Linked DNA regions of Sus scrofa: region 1 is linked to region 2. Evidence: chromatin contacts called from public Hi-C data. All regions are on one chromosome and are shown on one strand. Each heading gives the region's core, a stretch centred on a gene start, on an enhancer-like site or on the middle of the called end of the contact. The rest is flanking DNA. Distances are from core to core; before and after follow the strand shown. Region 1 has its middle 50 kb from the start of FERMT2. Region 2 has its middle 50 kb from the start of GNPNAT1.

Region 1 (3,102 bases), core at 96-2,595, 180 kb before region 2:
AATATCCCATTCACAACTCATCTTTATACTTTTATTAGCTGGATTTTACAACCTGGTCTCTGTTTTGATAATTAGACATTTCATCATCCATATGCCTTTAACTTCATTGCTTAAAATTTGCCCCTCATTTTTGCTTTTAGCCTTTGTCCTACTTTTTGGTATGTCACTAAACAGGCTGAGCATTCAGTACACTGTACGCTATTCAGATTCCTACATCACATTCTGGCTTAGAACACAGTAGTCTTTTTGTTGCAGAGGGAGGAGCTAAAGAATGTTCTCATTTACGTTGTGGCAAAAAGCCTCAGACATTACCTAGGTATGTGTGTCTTACTGCTATACATTTAAAAAATGTTTTACGTAAGTCAGGCCTTAATTACACATGACACTGAAGGTGAAAAGTGCTGACTAAAACCAAATGATAAAAACAGTGCTTATTTTGGAAATGTAATCCAAAAATATATTCAGATATATGTCGACACATACCTGTATCCCAAGTAATTCAGTAACTAATGTAGGCACTTTCTCCTTTTTTTTTTTTTCAGTTGTTTTGTCTTTTAGGGCCATACTCTCAGCACATGGAGGTTCCCAGGCTAGGGGTCCAATTGGAACTGTAGCCACCAGCCTATGCCACAGCCATAGCAACAAGGGATCCGAGCTATGTCTGCGACCTACACCACAGCTCAGGGCAACACCAGATCCTTAACCCACTGAGCAAGGCCAGGGATCAAACCTGCGTCCTCATGCATGCTAGTTGGGTTCACTAACCACTGAGCCACAAGGGGAACTCCCTCCTCTCCATGTTAACTGAACTAGGGTGATAGTAGGAAGTGCCCAGGTTACTGCAGATGAGCAACTGTTTATCACGTCTTGGCTGACCTTTAGCGAGTGATCATTTGTCAAGAGTGGTATTAAAGATAGCTTTTTAAATACATGAGATACTCATTTAAAACTTGACGATCCTCCAGCTGGAACGCCAGTGTGCCACTGCTCTCCACAGTAGAACATTCTCTCACAAGACCTTTGCCTTCCATAATCAATGCACATACTGCCCTTCCTGTTTGGACCCTTGTGCCAGGGCTTCCTGAGAACACTGTTGTTCAGTAGAGAACTTATTTACAACAGTGGTTTATCTAAAAATTATGGTCCAAAACCCCTTGGGTAGACAAATGCCATTGATCCCAGTGTAACATTCAGGAAGTCGCTGATCAAAGTACCATATTCAGCAAATTCCCAGGCATGACCAAACTTGCTAGAAAACCAAAAAGGGAAAATCTGGGAAGTAGGCCAAGATCCTGGGTGTCATTGTACAACATTCAAGCCAACCCTGGTTTCAAAATTCTTTTGAGATTGTTACTCCGTGCTTGGGATGCATTCCACAGTGTTTGGCCACAGATCATCACACAAGAAGTACACTGCAGAACTGTGCTTCCATATTGCTAGGTTTTTGCAGTAGGAAAATTTAATTGTTGATGGAAAAAATTGTTTTATTTTTAGATTTTCTTCAAGTCTACTGGTGAGGCAATATCAAATAATAGAAAAAAACTGGGTTAAGATTTTCTAGCAAATATAATCTTAGACTAATCCCTTGTCTTCTCTCTTCCCTTCCTATTTCCAAAGATGCTGTGAAGAATTAACAAGAAAATATTTACAATGTTATAAGCACAAGGAAGACATTATTCAAAAGGTATGGACAAGGAATAGTAAGCTTTAACAAGGGAGTAGTAGTATCTTCAATCACTCAGTGAGAAGAATCTAAATTAAAAATATGAGATATTAGAGTTCCTGTTGTAGCTCAATGGTTAACGAATCCGACTAGGAGCCATGAGGTTGTGAGTTCGATCCCTGGCCTTGCTTGGTGGGTTAAGGATTTGGAGTTGCTGTGAGCTGTGGTGTAGGTCAGAGACTCGGCTTGGATCTGGCATTGCTGTGGCTGTGATGTAGGCCTGTGGCTATAGTTCCGATTAGACCTCTAGCCTGGGAACCTCCATATGCCGTGGGTGCAGCCCTAAAAGGACAAAAAGACAAAAAATTAATTAATTAATTATTTTAATTAAAATATGAGATATTGGAGTTCTCATCGTGACTCAGTGGTTAACAAACCAGACTATGATCCATGAGGACGCAGGTTCCGTCTCTGGCCTTGCTTAGTGGGTTAAGGATCTGGTGTTGCCGTGAGCTGTGGGGTAGGTCACAGATGTGGCTTAGATCCCACATTGCTATGACTGTAGATCCCACATTGCTATGACTGTGGCATAGGCCTACAGCTGCACCTCCAGTTAGACCCCTAGCCTGGGAGCCTCCTTATGCTTGGGTGCTGCCCTAAAAAGACAAAAAGACCAAAAAAAAAAAAAAAAGATACTACTTTTCACCTATAAGATTGACAAAGTTCAGGAGTTCCCTTTGTGGCACAACAGAAGCAAATCCAACTAGTATCCATGAGGACATGGGTTAGATCCCTGGCCTTGCTCAGTGGGTTGGGGATCCAGCATTGCTCTGAGCTGTGGTGTAGGTCACAGATGTGGCTTGGACACCAGCATTGCTGTGGCTGTGGTGTAGGCCAGCAGCTACAGCTCCAATTAGACCCCTAGCCTGGGAAATTCCATAAGCCACAGGTGGGCCCTAAAAAAAAGAAAAAAAAATTGACCAAGTTCAAAAGCTTGATAAAATGCTCTGTTGGTCAGGGTCTAGGGGAGAGATACTCTCAAATGTTTCTTAGTGGAAACAGGAATAGGTACAACCCCTTGGTGGGAAATTCAGCAGTAGCTATCAAAATTGAAAATGCCCATGCCTTTTTTAAAAAATTGATTGTATTGACATATGGCTGATTTGCAACGTTGTATTAATTTGTGCTCTACAGCAAAGTGACTCAGTTTTACACATATATTTTTTTCATATTCTCTTTCATTATGGTTTATTATAGGGTATTGAATATAGTTCCCTGTGCTATACAGTCAGATTTTGTTGTTTATCCACTCTATATATAACAGTTTCCATCTGCTGATCTCAAATTCCCAATCTATCCCTCCCTCAACCACCTCCCCATTGGCAACAACAGGTCTATTCTCTATCTCTATGAATCTGTTTCTGTTTCATAGATAAATT
Region 2 (2,823 bases), core at 187-2,686:
GTTGCGGGTTCGGTCCCTGCCCTTGCTCAGTGGGTTGACGATCCGGCGTTGCCGTGAGCTGTGGTATAGGTTGCAGACACTGCTCGGATCCCGCGTTGCTGTGGCTCTGGCGTAGGCCGGTGGCTGCAGCTCCGATCAACCCCTGGCCTGGGAGGCTCCATAGGCCGCGGGAGCGGCCCAGGAGATAGCAACAACAACAACAACAAAAGACAAAAAGACAAAAAAATAAAATAAAATAAAATAAAATAAAATGCATAAGCAATGAGGTCCTGCTGTACAGGAGAGGGAACCATATCCAATTTCCTGAGATAGACCATGATGAAAAATAATATTAAAAAAACAAGTATATATTATACTTTGCTGTATAGCAGAATTTGGCACAACATTTTAAGTGAACTATAATAATAATAACAAAGAAATCATAATACTGAAAAAAAAATCAAAGACCTAAATAAATATACAGGGATTGGAAGAATCAGCATCATAAAGACATTGAGCTCTACTACTGATTATAAAAAAGTAAGTGGCACAGAATTTGTTCTTCCGCTGTAGACAACTAGAAACCTGAACAAAAGATATGAGACAATTGTTTGTGGATGACCGGGCCAGACTCCGGTATCTGAGAGAAAGAAAACAAAACGCGGAGTTCCCATCGTGGCGCAGTGGTTAACGAATCCGACTAGGAACCATGAGGTTGCGGGTTCGGTCCCTGCCCTTGCTCAGCGGGTTAAGGATCTGGCGTTGCCGTGAGCTGTGGTGTAGGTCACAGACGCGGCTCGGATCCCGCGTTGCTGTGGCTCTGGCGTAGGCTGGCAGCTACAGCTCCGATTAGACCCCTAGCCTGGGAACCTCCATATGCCGCGGAAGCGGCCCAAGAAATAGCAACAGCAACAACAAAAGACAAAAGACAAAAAAAAAAAAAAGAAAACAAAACGCATCAGCATCCTTACCTGGTGGTCATTTTGAAACTATAGCACAGCAAAGAAAAATTCAGACAAAGCACAGTGGTCTTCCTAATTGAAAATATAAAGGAGTTCCTGTTGTGGTTCAGCGGGTTAAGAACCTGACATAGTGTCCACGACGATGCAGGTTTAATCCCTGGCCTCGATCGTTGGGTTAAAGGATCCAGCATTGTTGCAAGTTGCAACATAGGTCAGATCCTGCATTAGTGTGGCTGTGGCTATAGTTTAGGCTGGCAGCTGAAGCTCTGATTTGACCCTGAGCCTGGGAACTTCCATAATCTGAGGGTGCAGCCATAAAAAGAGAAAGAAAAAGAGAGAGAAGATAAAGCTTGGATTTGTGGGAGGGAAGAGAGCTCGAATTTGCAGGACAAAGTACCAGAGAGCAGGAAGCTATGCAAAGAAAGAGCTTCCAAAATCTGCATAAGACTCTTCTGAGTCTTTGGCTGAACACCAAGCTGCACATTCACAGAATGAAACTCCACGAGCCTGAGCAAAGTACTAGGATCAGAGCCTGTAAACTGAACAATTCTCAGCACACAGAGGGTTAGGAGATGCAAATTCTAGCCTGACAGAATAGAGACCTCATTGGGCAATCAAGAGAAACTCTGGAGGGGTCGAGGCTTAGCAATAAAGCTAAACTAGCCCTAGAACAAAGGGTATTCTACACACACTCCAACGAAGCTTAAAATCATCCTCAAGAATATCAGGTTGATTTGCAACTAACCTAATGATTAGCCTGTGCGACAAAATAAACTTCAAAATTCTTTGAAAAAAGACAACAAAATGCAAACAATTCAACAGCGTAGGGAGTTCCCATTGTGGTGCATTGGAAACGAATCCTACTAGTATCCACGAGGATGCAGCTTCGATCCCTGGCCTTGTTCAGTGGGTTAAGGATCCGACGTTGCCATGAGCTGTGGTATAGTTCGCAAATGTGGCTCGGATCCCACATTGTTGAGGCGTTGGCTGGTAGCTGTAGCTCTGATTAGACCCCTAGCCTGGGAACTTCCATATGCTGTGGGTGTGGCCCTAAAAAGCAAAAAACAAACAAAAAAAATATTTTAAAATATAACATTTATAATTGATGATATTAAAAAACCACTACACCTTGAAAAAAGTAACAAGTTCTGAACAGAAAAGGATATGAAAATAATATAGATAAAATATTATACATGTAATTTTCATATATACATAATATATAGGTGCATATATCATATATACATTCTACTTTTTTTTTTTTTTTTTTTTTTTTTGCCTTTTTTTTTAGGGCTGCATCCTTGGCACATGGAAGTTCCCAGGCTAGGGATCGAATCAGAGCTATAGCTGTGGCCTACACCACAGCCATAGCAACGTGGGATCCAAGCCTCGTCTGCAATCTACACAACAACTGATGGCAACGCTGGATCCTTAACCTACTGAGCAAGGCCAGGGATCCAAATGGTGTCCTCATGGATCCTAGTTGGGTTCGTTAACCACTGGGCCACAAAGGGAACTCACTACACATTTTTTTTGTTCCAGTCCTTTTCACTTTGACTTAATGTCAGTGCTAATGCCACCAGATTTCCTGATAATGCAAAAGTGGTCACTTCATGTACATAGAGTTTAGTTCTCTCCACATTTTACAATCGAATAAAAACAACATAAATATTAGTGAGTGTGGAAAAAGTCGTTCAGCTAATGTTGCTTATTTATGTGTATTAAGCCCTTTAAGAATTAAAAACTCAGCTAAATCTTTTTCTCCCTATGTTTTCCTTGGCTTTACCTATTCCCAGGACACTGTTTGAATCCCAGGGGTATGGATCTAGTGATGTGCTAAAACCGGCTCTCGCCAGCTCACCAGAGCCAATGGTCAAATATTCAG

The links. A called contact is a pair of places that touch in the nucleus more often than the background predicts.
Region 1: a Hi-C map of liver shows a contact between it and region 2, with 10 times the contacts expected there. The contact joins two enhancer-like sites. A contact is called at or near these places in 2 of 47 Hi-C or Micro-C datasets (embryonic fibroblasts and liver).

Annotation. Positions count from the first base shown.
Region 1 is chr1:182,655,019-182,658,120 of Sscrofa11.1, reverse strand. No RefSeq gene overlaps it. Among named protein-coding and RNA genes, the nearest start is that of FERMT2, 50 kb to the right of the region's middle. Within about 2 kb of position 1,345, at least 22 of the 83 cell types and tissues checked have an H3K27ac peak or open chromatin away from gene starts, as enhancers often do. A contact at or near this core is called in liver, where this site is marked.
Region 2 is chr1:182,471,899-182,474,721 of Sscrofa11.1, reverse strand. No RefSeq gene overlaps it. Among named protein-coding and RNA genes, the nearest start is that of GNPNAT1, 50 kb to the right of the region's middle. Within about 2 kb of position 1,436, at least 6 of the 83 cell types and tissues checked have an H3K27ac peak or open chromatin away from gene starts, as enhancers often do. A contact at or near this core is called in liver, where this site is marked.